Linked DNA regions of Sus scrofa: region 2 is linked to region 1. The links are chromatin contacts, called in public HiChIP or PLAC-seq maps. All regions are on one chromosome and are shown on one strand. Each heading gives the region's core, a stretch centred on a gene start, on an enhancer-like site or on the middle of the called end of the contact. The rest is flanking DNA. Distances are from core to core; before and after follow the strand shown. Region 1 overlaps MATN2 (matrilin-2). Region 2 overlaps LAPTM4B (lysosomal-associated transmembrane protein 4B).

The links. HiChIP or PLAC-seq counts read pairs in DNA pulled down with a chosen protein or histone mark.
Region 2: an H3K27ac HiChIP or PLAC-seq map of skeletal muscle shows a contact between it and region 1, with 2.1 times the contacts expected there. The contact joins two enhancer-like sites. A contact is called at or near these places in 1 of 47 Hi-C or Micro-C datasets (fibroblasts) and 1 of 2 datasets of contacts at active chromatin or transcription factors (skeletal muscle).

The regions. Positions count from the first base shown.
Region 1 is chr4:38,770,466-38,777,021 of Sscrofa11.1, reverse strand. MATN2 (matrilin-2) reads left to right here. Exons shown (of 19, transcript XM_021089066.1): 9 at 1,864-1,986; 10 at 2,231-2,353. Among named protein-coding and RNA genes, the nearest start is that of RPL30, 57 kb to the right of the region's middle. Within about 2 kb of position 1,936, at least 7 of the 83 cell types and tissues checked have an H3K27ac peak or open chromatin away from gene starts, as enhancers often do. A contact at or near this core is called in skeletal muscle, where this site is marked.
Region 2 is chr4:38,994,527-39,000,910 of Sscrofa11.1, reverse strand. The region is part of intron 1 of LAPTM4B (lysosomal-associated transmembrane protein 4B); the gene reads left to right. Among named protein-coding and RNA genes, the nearest start is that of LAPTM4B, 18 kb to the left of the region's middle. Within about 2 kb of position 3,265, at least 32 of the 83 cell types and tissues checked have an H3K27ac peak or open chromatin away from gene starts, as enhancers often do. A contact at or near this core is called in skeletal muscle, where this site is marked.

The DNA.
Region 1 (6,556 bases), core at 687-3,186:
TGCCCTGGGGAAGATGGATCTGGGTACAGTTTGCCTTCTTCCAGGAGTGTGGGGTCTGCCAGCAGACAGCCATGGCAGGTGTTCCAGGGTGGGCTGGGCATGACCTGGATAAGCCCATCTAGAGTCCCAGGGGCCCCAAGCTGCCTTTCCCTCCCAGCATGCCTTGGGGGAGCCTAGACGTGCTCAGAGAGAGGACCAGAGGAGATTGAGCCATCCTTTCTCTCTCAGATCTAGTAAGGACCATCTATTCAGCTTCAAGAAAGTAAGCCCTTTCTTCCCAGAAGTCCCCAGAGAAAGCCATAGTATCCTGTTCCCCATGGGGGCCCAGGGAGCCCCAGGCCATCAGGATAAGAAGCCCTCACAAGGCGCTTGCTGTATGCAGGAATGGCTGTGAGCACTTTCCTGGCACTCACTCACTCTATCTGCACCAGAGCCTTAAGAGGCGGACTTTCTTATCTGTATTTAAAGATGGGGAAGGCATTTCCATTGTGGCTCAGCAGTAATGAACCTGACTAGCATCCATGAGGATGAGGGTTCCATCCCTGGCCTCGCTCAGTGGGTTAAGAATCTCGTGTTGCCGTGAGCTGGGGTGTAGGTTGCAGATGCAGCTCAATCTTGTGTTGCTGTGGCTGTGGTATAAGCCGACAGCTGTAGCTCCAATTCAGTCCCTAGCCTGAGAACTTCCATATAGGTGTGGCCCTAAAAAAGCAAAAAAAAAAAATTGAAAAAAAAAAAAAAATTGAAAAAAAGGGGGGGGAACTGTGGCACAAAAAGATAAAGTTAGTTCCCCGAAGTCACATGACTGGTAAATGATGGAACTGAGATGTGAACACTGGCCTCTGGCTCCCGAGATTCTGAAGTTGTTTGTCATGGGCACATCCACTGATGGAATGTTCTGGAAGGCACCAGTCCCATGCCCTGTGGGAGTCAAAGAGGCCCACCTGATGGCCCTACACAAGGCCTCCAGTTCTCTCCAGTCTCTGGCTGTGCATTTTCTCCATCAAGGAAATCTGGGAGGCAGCCTGCAGGGCTGTCCCTGTGGGAGCTGCACACCACAGCTGTGTGTCTGTTACCCTAGCGGGGCCAGCTGTGCAGTGCTCAGGTGCCAGGATCGACCACACACGCAGGCCTGGGCTTTGGTTTGTTTTTTGAATCTGGGTGTCCTGGTTATGGGGGATAACAAAACTTTTTCACTTTCAGAGAGATCGAAACTATACAATTAATTCTTGCCTAGCAACATACTTAATAAGAAGAGTTCATGGGGTGATCACTGTATTGCCAGCCGTTTGGAGGGCTTTAAGTCAATCAGCTACTCTCATCACGTTCCTCTAAAAAGAGGTCTTCACCCCCGCTTCTCAAGTCAGGAAGGGATGGCAGAGAGGCCAGACACACCACCCAAGCATCTCCTGGCTGGGAAGGCTTGGAGGTGGGATTCCAACCTGGGTAAATTCCATGTGGAGCCCTCATTCCGAGGCACCGCGCCCATCAGCTGAGCAGCTTGAGGCAGCGGCTTGACCTCCCGGAGCCTGGCTTTCCTCCCCGTGAGATGGGGATGGCACCTGCTCTCAGCCTTGTCCTAGAATTGCGGGTGACGGGGCCCCTCCCTGGCGCAGCGGGCTGCTGTCCTTCCCACCAACATTCTTCTTCAGCGAAGTGAGAAGAAAAACAAACACAGGGCTGATTTTCCAAACAAACAAAGCTAAGGGCACAGGGTAGAATGACACTCTCCACACAGCTCTTCTCCACACGAATGAATTGAAATAGCTCAGCAGGGGTTTCCTGCAAGGTGCTTTTGTGTTTTAATCCGCCGCCAGTGGACGTCGCCCCTTGGTTACTGTACGTTTTGGTGTGTGATCGCCGCAGGGGTGGATCACTGCGCGGAGCAAGACCACGGCTGCGAGCAGCTGTGTCTGAACACCGAGGACTCCTTCGTGTGCCAGTGCTCGGAAGGCTTCCTCATCAACGAGGACCTCAAGACCTGCTCCCGTGAGTCCCCTTCGTGCTTCCCTTAGAGGGAAAAAGGGGAAAGGTTTGCAACCAGCGTGAAAAATGCGACGACTGCAGAGGCCAGGAGGACCCCCTCTGCGGCTAGGGGCTGCGTGCCTTCCCGGTGGGGGGAGGTAGGGGCGGGGGTGCGGGCAGGGTGGGGAAAAGCACGATGATCCCTGGATTCCCAACCTCAGTAGCCCTGGAGCCTCGGGGCGTCTCACCTGGCTGTTGGGTTTTGCAGGGGTGGATTACTGCCTGCTGAGCGACCACGGTTGCGAATACTCCTGCGTCAACACGGACAGATCCTTCGCCTGCCAGTGTCCTGAGGGGCATGTGCTCCGCAGTGATGGCAAGACCTGTGCCAGTGAGTGTTCCGAGGTCGGGAGACGAGCGGCACTTGGCACTGGCAATTGTGGGCGGGGGGACTGCCGGTGGGTTTGCTCCCCGGGGTTTCGCTGGGCGGCTGTGAATGTGCCTAAAGGCCTCTCCCAGGCGATTTCGCCTCGTGGCTGCTGCTCCCCTTCCCTGAGTTCGTTCCCCACTCCCTGAGATGGCTTTTCCCTCTCTCTCCCTGCCTTTCTGCCTCACCTCATTTTGGAGCTGGACAGAGCCTGGTTTTGGCTCTGTCTTCTCTTCCACCGATCTGGCAGAAGAGGGTAGCCCCCAGAGTGGTGAACAAGTCATAACAGTACGAGTAAATGAGGATGCAGGTTCAATCCCTGGCCTCACTCAGTTGGTTAAGGATCTGGCATTGCCATGAGCTGTGGTGTAGGTTGAAGATGCGGCTGGGATGTGGCTGTGGTGGTGGTCAGCAGATACAGCTTTGATTTGACCCCGAGCCTGGGAACCTCCATATGCCCCTGGTGCGGCCCTAGAAAAGACAAGAAGACAAAAAAAAAAAAAAAAAAAAGAATGTACCTTCCCCATCTTGCTGGTGGTTTTGGTTATAGGGCCGAGTTCCCTGACCACTGGTACGATTGTGGCCACAACCTAATATGTCCATCTTTTTTTAATTTAAAAAAAAGGTTTTTTTTTAAATTCTATTGAGGCGTAGTTGATTTACAATGTTGTGTTAATTTCTGCTGCACAGCGAAGTGACTCAGTTATACACACATAGATACTCTTTTTCATTTTCTTTTCCATTATGGCTTATGGAAGGATATTGAATGTACTCCCTGTACTTTATAGTAAGACCTAGTTGTTTATCTGTCCTGTATAGACTAGCCTGGATCTGCTAATCCCAACTCCCAATCCTTCCCTCCCCCCATCTTTTTATATCATTTTTTTCACTTGGGCAGGTGAGCTGTGCCTCTCTAATTGTGGCCTGTGAGAAAATGTTTCCCCCGTTTGGGATGGAGTCTTGAGTTTTTGGCTGGCTTGCGGCTGTCTGCCTAGCTGCCTCCCAGCCTGTGTCTCCAGCCAGCACAGGGCTGGGCTGGGCACTGGGGCTGCAGGAAAAGGTTGCGTGTGTCGGATTGCATGTACATTTAACTGCGTGCCAAAGTCAGAGGCATGCTTTTTAATTGGTTTGTTTTAATTCTCATCATCTCAGATTATTCATGCCTTTCTTTTGTTCTCCACCTTGCTATGATAACCAAGAGCTGACTGTTAAGGTGGTTACAGGACTTCTAAGAAATTCTCATGGCCCCTCCAAACAAATGCTACCCGTCTCCTTACAGTCAAGTGCCCTTCTCTCTCCCTCCCCATGTCCACTGACGCTTTTAAAGGTTGACCATTTCCTCATTTATAGTCCTGCAGTAACTAATGGTACAGCGATATCATTCATACGAGTAAATGTTCCACAATGCCCTTAGAAGTGAATCTTGATGTGTGGATGTTTATATGTGGTGTGTCTATATGAGATGGGAGATGATGGGTTAGAATTGTCCTGTCCTCGGCAATGGTGGTATGTACTTGATGCATTTTACCCGCCGTCTGATGCATACTGCTGAGCTAGTCCCATCAGATTTGAATTGAAGACTTTCTGTCTCAGGATGGTTCACTCTGGCTGCCCTGTCCTGGGATAATGGGCTGTGTTTTCCATGTGGCCAGAGTTAACTGGGGTTAGGATGTATGTTTCCCAGCTCTGTGCCAGATGACAAAGAGCTTGTGGCCATGGCTGCACCTTTTCCATAAAGCGTGTTGGGCTATGGGTGGGGAGCCAGTGAGGGTTCAGCAGATAAGGGTGTCCTTGGCCTCCCCCTGAGAACCTTGATGGCAGGTGGCCCAAAGAACACTTAACTCGCATTCTAGAAGGTTCTCTGAATCATGGCGAGCAGGCCCAGGTTCCTAGGGCCCTGGAAGGAAGTGGTCACTGTTATCCCCTGCAGGCATCTTGGGCTCCCTGACCTCTGGAATGAAGCCCATCCTCCCTTCCTCTTCCCCTGGCCCCCAGGCTGTGATTGCTCATAGGCACTTTCCTTGCCTTGGAGGGTTGTTCCCCAGACCAGGGGGTAAGGTGAGGAGGTGGATGGGGGAGTCTCTACTCTGAGCTGTAGCTGGGACGCCTCTCCCCTCTCCAGCCACTGGAAAGTTCCCCCAGATAGGCCCACGACAAGGAAATCCCAGCACCAGGAAAAGCCCCATAGGCTAGGTGTGCATGGAGCACATGGTCCACTGGCCTGCAAGCTCCTGGAGGTCAGAAACCGGGTCTTATTTGGAGCCTGAGTTCCAGGCCTGGCCCACAGGAGATTCTCCGTAAAGTTCAATGAGTGAGAGTGTATGGGCAGAGACCACCTGTCTTTTCATCCTGCGGCACCTGACACAGGGTCCACCCCCTGCTCAGTAACCTCCAGTGACTCTCCACGGTTTCTCCAACACAGTTTCCAATCAAGCGCCTGGATGTGGCAATGGTGGAGACCCCTTTCCTACACCTCCTGAACACCCCCCACCAGGTCTTCCCTGCTCCCTCCCATTCTTCAGGGGTGGGGGCAGCTCCCCTGTTCCCTGAGCAGGCCCCATCCCTCCAGCCCATCCTGTCTCCACTTAGGACACCCTCCCTGTCCCTCCCCAGCTGGTGGAAACCCAGCCCGGAGTCAGCATCACCTCCACAGGGAACTCCCTGCCCTCCTCACCTGCTAGGAGCCCCTCGGCTTCACCCCTCAGGACCTCTGGTGGCCCTGCCTCACCCTGTTGCAGTCTGCGCACAGATCTAGAACCAGTGTGGGAGAGTAGAAAGAACACTGAGCTGAGAGCTTGGAGACTGAGTTTAAATCTTATGGCTTCTGGAGTTCCTGCTGTGGCTCAGCAGTAATGAACCTGACTAGTATCCATGAGGATTCAGGTTTGATCCCTGACCTTGCTCAGTGGATTAAGGATCCAGCATTGGTGTGAGCTGTGGTGTAGGTCACAGACACAGCTCAGATCCTGAGTTATTATGGCTCTGGCATAGGCCAGCAGCTGCAGCTTGAATTCGACTCCTGGCCTGGGAACCTCCATATGCTGTGGGCGTGGCCCTAAAAAGACATAAAAAAAAAAATCTTGTGGCTTCCATGCTAGACAAGGGAATTGACCTCTCTGGATCTGATTGTTCATCTGTACACTAGGAATGATCATGTGTACACTGTCTCTCTCATGATCCCCTGGTGGCGCAGGGAGAGATGTGCGGTGAAGGGCTTTGGGAACTAGTAAGCTGCCCTAAACCCAAAGGCACTCTTGTTATGATCTTACTTCCCTCCACTCATGGGACTCATTACCACTGAGCCACAGCAGGAACTCCCAGAATAAGCTCCCTTGTGTCTGTTCTTGTAAGGGCACTAATCCCATCATGCAGGCCCCACCCTCATGTCCACATCTAACCCTAATCACCTGCCAAAGGCCCCATCTCCAAATACCAGCACATTGGAAGTTCAAGCTTCAACATATGAATTTGGGGAAGTTGCCTGGTAGCCTAAGGGTTAAAGATCCTGTGTTGTCACTGCTGTGGCTTGGGTTCAGTCCCTGGCCCAGGAACTTCGTGCATGCCCTGGTGAGGACACTATATATATATAGAGAGAGAGCATGCATGAGCGCATGTTCCCATCGTGGCTCAGTGGGTTATGAACCCAACTAGTGTCCATGAGGATGCGGGTTCCATCCCTGGCCTCACTCACTGGGTTAAGGATCCAGCATTGCCATGAGCTGTGGTGCAGGTTGCAGATGAGGCTCAGATCCTGCGAGGCTGTGGCTGTGGTGTAGGCTGGCAGCTGCAGCTCTCATTCAGCCCCTAGCCTGGGAACCTCCATATGCTGCAGATGTGGCCCTAAAATATATCTATATGAATTGGAGAAGGAACACAGTTCAGTCCATAGCAGAGAGTGTGGGGAAAACCCCCCTTTACCCTCGTGTATTCACCTCTGAAGTTTAATGGAGCAGAAGGAAGCTTAGAGATCTTTCCTTTCTCTTGTGGGAAACGGCCACAAGGAGGAGACTGTTGCGCCCAAGCTGGCCCTCGGGGTCAGTGACAGAATCTGGACGAGAACTGGGGTCCCCTGACTTGATCTCTCGCCCAGTGTGAGTGAGATGCCCTCTGAAAGTCCGTCTCAGTTCTGCTGCTTCTGGTCTGTCTGTGAAAAAAGCCTACACAGCG
Region 2 (6,384 bases), core at 2,016-4,515, 220 kb before region 1:
CATTTCTTTGTTCATTATTTTCTCTCTTTTTTGCAGTCATTATAAATGTTTTTATTTTAAAATGGATTTTTTTGGGGGGAGGGCCACATCTGCATCATGTCAAAGTTCCTAGGCCAGGGATCAAACCTTTGCCACAGCAGTAGCCTGAGCACAGCAGTGACAATGCTGGATCCTCAACTGCTAGGCCCCCAGGGAACTCCAGAAAAATGGATATTTTAATACCCAGAATGTGGAAAGTCCATGATCTGTCATTTTCTTTTTCACCTCAGACCTACTGTCCAGGATCACTGTCCTTCTGTCTGATGTACATATTTAAAAATTTCCTTTAGTGAGATCTGTTGGTGGAATTCTGACAGTTGTTCTTTGTCTTTTTTTTTTGTCTTTTTACGGCCGCACCCACAGCCTATGGAGGTTCCCAGGCTAGGGGTCTAATTGGAGCTGTAGCTGTTGGCTTACACCACAGCCACAGCAACGCCAGATCCAAGCTGCATCTGCAGCCTACACTACAGCTCACGGCAACGCCAGATCCTTAACCCACTGAGCAAGGCCAGGGATCGAAGCTGCAACCTCACGGTTCCTAGTCGGATTCGTTTCTGCTGCGGCACAACAGGAACTCCCTGACAGTTGTTCTCTGAAAATAACTTTATTTGGCTTGCATTCTTTTTTTTTTTTTTTTTTTTTTTGGTCTTTTTGCCATTTCTTGGGCTGCTCCTGTGGCATATGGAGGTTGCCAGGCTAGGGGTCCAATCAGAGCTGTAGCTGCCAGCCTATGCCAGAGCCATAGCAACGCGGGATCCGAGCCACGTCTGCAACCTACACCACAGCTCTCGGCAACGTGGGATCATTAACCCACTGAGCAAGGGCAGGGATGGAACCCGAAACCTCATGGTTCCTAGTCGGATTCGTTAACCACTGCGCCACGACGGGAGCTCCTGGCTTGCATTCTTGAAAGTTGTCTCAATCCTTGGTTCACAGTTATTGTCTTGTGTAACACTTTGAAGCTGTCCTTCCATTCTCTTTTGATTACTGCTTTTCTGCTGAGAAGTCAGTTGTCAGTCTTGTTGACCTTTGCTTTTCATGCATTAAGTCTGGAGTTGGTCTCATTCATTAGGTCTGGAGCTGGTCTCTTGGTTCTGCCTTAGTAACTTGCTGGGATGACACTGAAGCTGAAGGTCTGCTGATAACACTTTTGGTGGCAGCGGTTTGTGGATTCATACATTTCTTTTTGCTAATTGCCTTTTCTTAGAATCTTGCCTTTGTAGTTAAAACTTTTGACCATTTTTATTCCTTCGAAAGGTATGGAACAGAACAAGTAACTGAAGGCTTGGTGATAAAGACTCAAAGTATAGACTCAAAGGAACACACTTTAATAGCAGAAACACTACAGAGCTTTTACGAAAATGTTTAAATTTGAATAGGTGCTTTCTTTGATTCTTTTATTTACCTGAGAATATTTCTTTGCCTAGTTTTTGTTTTTTCCTTACTAGCTGTTTAGAAACTAAGTGGAAGTCTCTCAGATAATATTTGTTCTAAGGTATGTAAACAGGAGTAGGATCTTAGCTATTTATGTATTTACACTAGGGATGATAATTTACTGGATAATCTTTTCATTAGTTTACTTCGAGGATAGCTTAAGAACAATGATCTTCAGAGGCTGTTTGCTTTTTAAGAAATCTAAGACTCTTTCCTTTTAACTAAAAGTAAAATGTCAGGACTTCCCAACTTGGTGCAGTGGAAACGAATCCAGCTAGGAACCATGAGGTTGCAGGTTCAATCCCTGGCTTCACTCAGTGGGTTAAGGATCTGGCGTTGCCATGGCTGTGGTGTAGGCTGGCGGCTGTAGCTCTGATCCCTTAGCCTGGGAACCTCCATACGCTGCAAGTGTGGCCCTTAAAAAAAAAAAAAAAAAAAAAAAAAGTAAAATGTCAGATATTAACATCACCTTTCAAGAAAGTTCTAATACCTAGATTCACAGTAATGAATGTTTACATCACACACCTTATCGTATTATATTATGTGTCGCTGCTTTGTAGGAAAAAAATTTCACTCTAAAGTTCAGTGTAGCCACACTGTTGAGTGGAACACAAAATTACATTCTAATGGTTAAGTCCGTTATTGCCTCTTAACTTTCGTCAGTAAAGACATTCTGTTTTATTAGTTTCTCTTCTGTCTTTGGAGAATAGCTGTAGGAATAAAGTATTCTTTTATGTATTGAAGCTAAAGAGGAAGTAAGAAATCTAATCACTTTATAAACAGTCTTTCAAAGTGTTATTATTATTATTATTATTATTTTTTTTTTTGTCTTTTTGCCTTTTCTAGGGCTGCTCTCACAGCATATGGAGGTTCCCAGGCTAGAGGGTCGAATCGGAGTTGTAGCCACAGCAACACTGGATCCGAGCCACATCTGCAACCTACACCACAGCTCACAGCAATGCCGGATCCATAACCCACTGAGCAAGGCCAGGGATCGAATCTGCAACCTCATGGTTCCTAGTTGGATTTGTTAACCACTGAGCCAAGATGGGAATGCCTTTTTTTTTTTTTTTTTTAATGGTAATCCTAGTCATTGCAGTAGGATGGTTACAAATAAGGAGGGATAGGAGTTCCCGTCGTGGCGCAGTGGTTAACGAATCCGACTAGGAACCATGAGGTTGCGGGTTCCATCCCTGCCCTTGCTCAGTGGGTTAACGATCCGGCATTGCCATGAGCTGTGGTGTAGGTTGCAGACGCGGCTCGGATCCCGTGTTGCTGTGGCTCTGGCGTAGGCCGGTGGCTACAGCTCCGATTCGACCCCTAGCCTGGGAACCTCCATATGCCGCGGGAGTGGCCCAAGAAATGGCAAAAAGACAAAAAAAAAAAAACAAAACAAATAAGGAGGAACAGACCTAATAAATGGAATATATCGGCACACAAAGAACACCAATTTGGCTGCACTGAAAAATTAATTTAGCCGTTTTGCACTTCGTGTTTTCTCTCTTCCACATTCAGCTTTCTGGCCCTCTAATACTTGATCCTTTTGGCACAAAGTTGAGGCCTCCATAGGCCATTCCAAACTCGGCCCCAGGGGAGGCCTATCTCTTTATATCCAGAGAGCCAGTGTTCTTTCAGCCAGAAAAGGGAACACAGTTGTTCTCCCCGTTCACGCCCTCCCCACTCCCAAGTCTCCCAGTGGCTTTTTGGACAGCCCTCTTTCTGGCCTCTGCTAGAGGACCGTCCTTGGCCTTCGGTCCACTGTCCAGGCATCGTTCTCATTATTCTGAGGGTGGAGTGGTGCCTCGGCCTGAGGCTGAAGGTCAGCCCGACCCAAGTCTGTCCAGGGAAGCTGGGATTGCTTCTGCTGGGCTTGCCAGTCGGGTTTCATATCGCTGCCAGCCTCCTGTCACATTGCAAGCTGCTGTCTAGGACACTCCCTTGAAAAGAATTGCAAGCCTGCTGCCAGGGGATTGGTCAGCAGAGTCGCCAGGACTTGGGAACCGGGTGTGGCGGCTTCTGGGACAGAACCTGGGTTGCCGGAAAGAGCATGTGTGGCATTTGTAATCAGAGGACCCGTGATTGATTTTCAGCTGAATACTCTGTGACCTGGTGCCGGTTCCCCCTGAAGTCCAAGAGTTCGCATCTGTAGAATGGTGTAATAACAATCGCACCCCACCCCGGAGGCAGACCCGCTTCAGTAATATACAGCCGTGCGTGGCGGTGGTGATTTCTTGATTTAATCTGTTAGCCATGGGGAAGACATGCTGGAAGGGTGGCACTGTGAGCTGCAGGGTGAATGAGAAGGACCTCATTGAATGCATTTGGGGTGGGGTGGGGGGACTCCCAATAACACATTACAAAAAATTAAAAAAAAAATTTTTTTTATGGCTGCACCCTGGGCCAGGCATTGAATTCGAGCTGCAGCTGTGGCAACGCCGGATCCTTTAATCCACTGCCCTGGGCCGGGGGTCCGACCTTCCCCTCTGTAGTGACCCGAGCTGCTGCAGTCTGATTTTTAACCCAGTGCACCGCAGTGGGAACTCCTAACGTAATACATTTTTAAAATTGGCCGGTTGAAGTGGGGCACAAAGAAAAGACAGCACTTCCATTTTACTGCTTAATGTTTATCTCGCCCAGTGTATAACCTAGAGGATTTATAGCTTCTACAACTGAAAACGCTGGCTGTTAATTATAATCCACCTCAAAGGATGAGCTGTAATCTTGGTCTCTAAAGAGTTCCAGAAGTCTGCTACTTTGTGGTATGAGGAAGAAAATCCTCTTCCTGCGGAGGCTTTCACCTGCCAGCCCCTTCGCCCCAGCCACCAGTGTAGCAGAATTCCTTTTCACTTTAAATGGAACAACAGCTCATTTATTTGACTGTCTTTCCCACTAGACAATACCTTGGAGAGGAATAGTGTGTATTTTTTTTTTTTTTTTTTTGTCTTTTGCCTTTTCTAGGGCCGCTCCCACAGCATATGGAGGTTCCCAGGCTAGAGGTCTAATCGGAGCTGTGGCCACCGGCCTACGCCAGAGCCACAGCAACGCGGGATCCGAGCTGCACCTGCAACCCACACCACAGCTCACGGCAACGCCGGATCCTTAACTCACTGAGCAAGGGCAGGGATCGAACCCGCAACCTCATGGTTTCTAGTCGATTCGTTAACCACTGAGCCACGACGGGAACTCTGGAATAGTGTGTATTGATGTTAGCATGGTGCCTGGCATATATTTGTTACCTAATAGTTAATTTTTGAACCAATCAGTAGATGAATTAATGAATGTGACAGTATTTTTTCTACATTTTACTTGGTTGCTGATGTGTGCTTGCCCCTAGGCCTACGGTGGGCACTGTGCCTTCTTCATCTTTATATGAGTTTTAAGCAGAGTGTTGAGCAGAGAGTAGAGGAACTAATTTAGTCAACTTCTTAGGCAGGTGGGTAAATCTGATTTTCCCTGGAATGTATTTACCACGGTTGTTTGAATTGAAATAGCAAATGTCAGACATTTATTTTCCTATCAGAACAGGGCCGTGTAGACAGAGGCTACTTTTAAAAATCTCACATTAAAAGGTACTTAAAAGAAAGTGTTTATAAGCCTGGAAACAAAGATAAGTGTGTATGAATAAAGCTACTCTTATTGACCTAGAGAGAGAGAGGAAAAAAAAGTACTTTAATTCTCTTCCTGGACAATGCAAGGACCTATGATCAGTTCAGTTCCAGTTATCCTCTCGTGATCTGTATGCTGTTATTGTGTTTTGATTATGTTTGTACTTTGCCCTCCTAAGTCATTATTGTTATTATGTGTTACCATTGTCAACATAATTATCATTTTTGTTGTTAACTTCTTTGTACACCTTAAGCCTTTCATCTGGTATCATTTTTCTTTTGCTCAAAGAACACCCTTTAATGCTTTCTTTATTCCTGAGCTACTGATGACAAATTCCCCTTTGTCTGAAAACATCTTTGTTTCATTTTCATCCGTGAAGGATTGTTTTTTGTTTTGTTTTTGCTTGGTATAAACTTGTATGTGGTTCTTTTCCTTCCTAGCATTTTAAAGATGTAACTACATTGTCTTCTGGCTGCTGCTGCTTTTTTTTTTTTCATTTTGGCCGTGCCCATGCCACAGCAGTGGCAATGTTGGAACCTTAACCTCCTGAGCCACCAGGGAACTCCCATGGCTTCTTTTGTTTTTATTAAAGGCAGCTTATCTGAATATTTCTTCTGTCTTATCCAGCTCATTGGTTTTTCTTATAACTCTTGTCTTATTGGGTTCAGCCCATCAAGCAAGTTCTTGATTTGGCTACTGTATTTTTACATTCTAGAGTTTCTGTTGTTTAAAAAATCTCTCCTATCTCTTTTTTGGTAATTCAAGTTCCCTGCCAAAATTCTTATTCTGTTTTTTTTTTTTTTGTTTTGTTTTGTTTTGTTTTTTGTTTTTTTTTAAAGAAGCTTATTTAAACAATAAGACGCTTGAAGGGAAAACTATCTACGGTTCATTTCTTTTAGAGTATTTTATCCCTACTTAAAGACAGATTGCCCTACATGTAACAGCTATGTACAAAAATTTATAAAATTATCCTTGGTTTTACAATGATAAATGAAAAACATTAAAATTCTCCAATTGAACAAGATAGGCAAGGATTTTTAAAAAATTAAAAAAAATTTTTTTTATTTTCTTTTGTCTTTTAGGGCTGCACTGGTGACATATGGAGGTTCCCAGGCTAGGGATCGAATTGGAGTTGTGGCTGCCAGCCTACGCCAGAGCCACAGCAACATGGGATCCGAGCCGCATCTGCAACCTACACCACAGCTCATGGTAACGCCAGATCCTTAACCCACCAAGCAAGGCCAGGGATCGAACCCATGTCCTTATGGATGCTGGTCAGGTTCATTAACCATTGAGCCACAACGG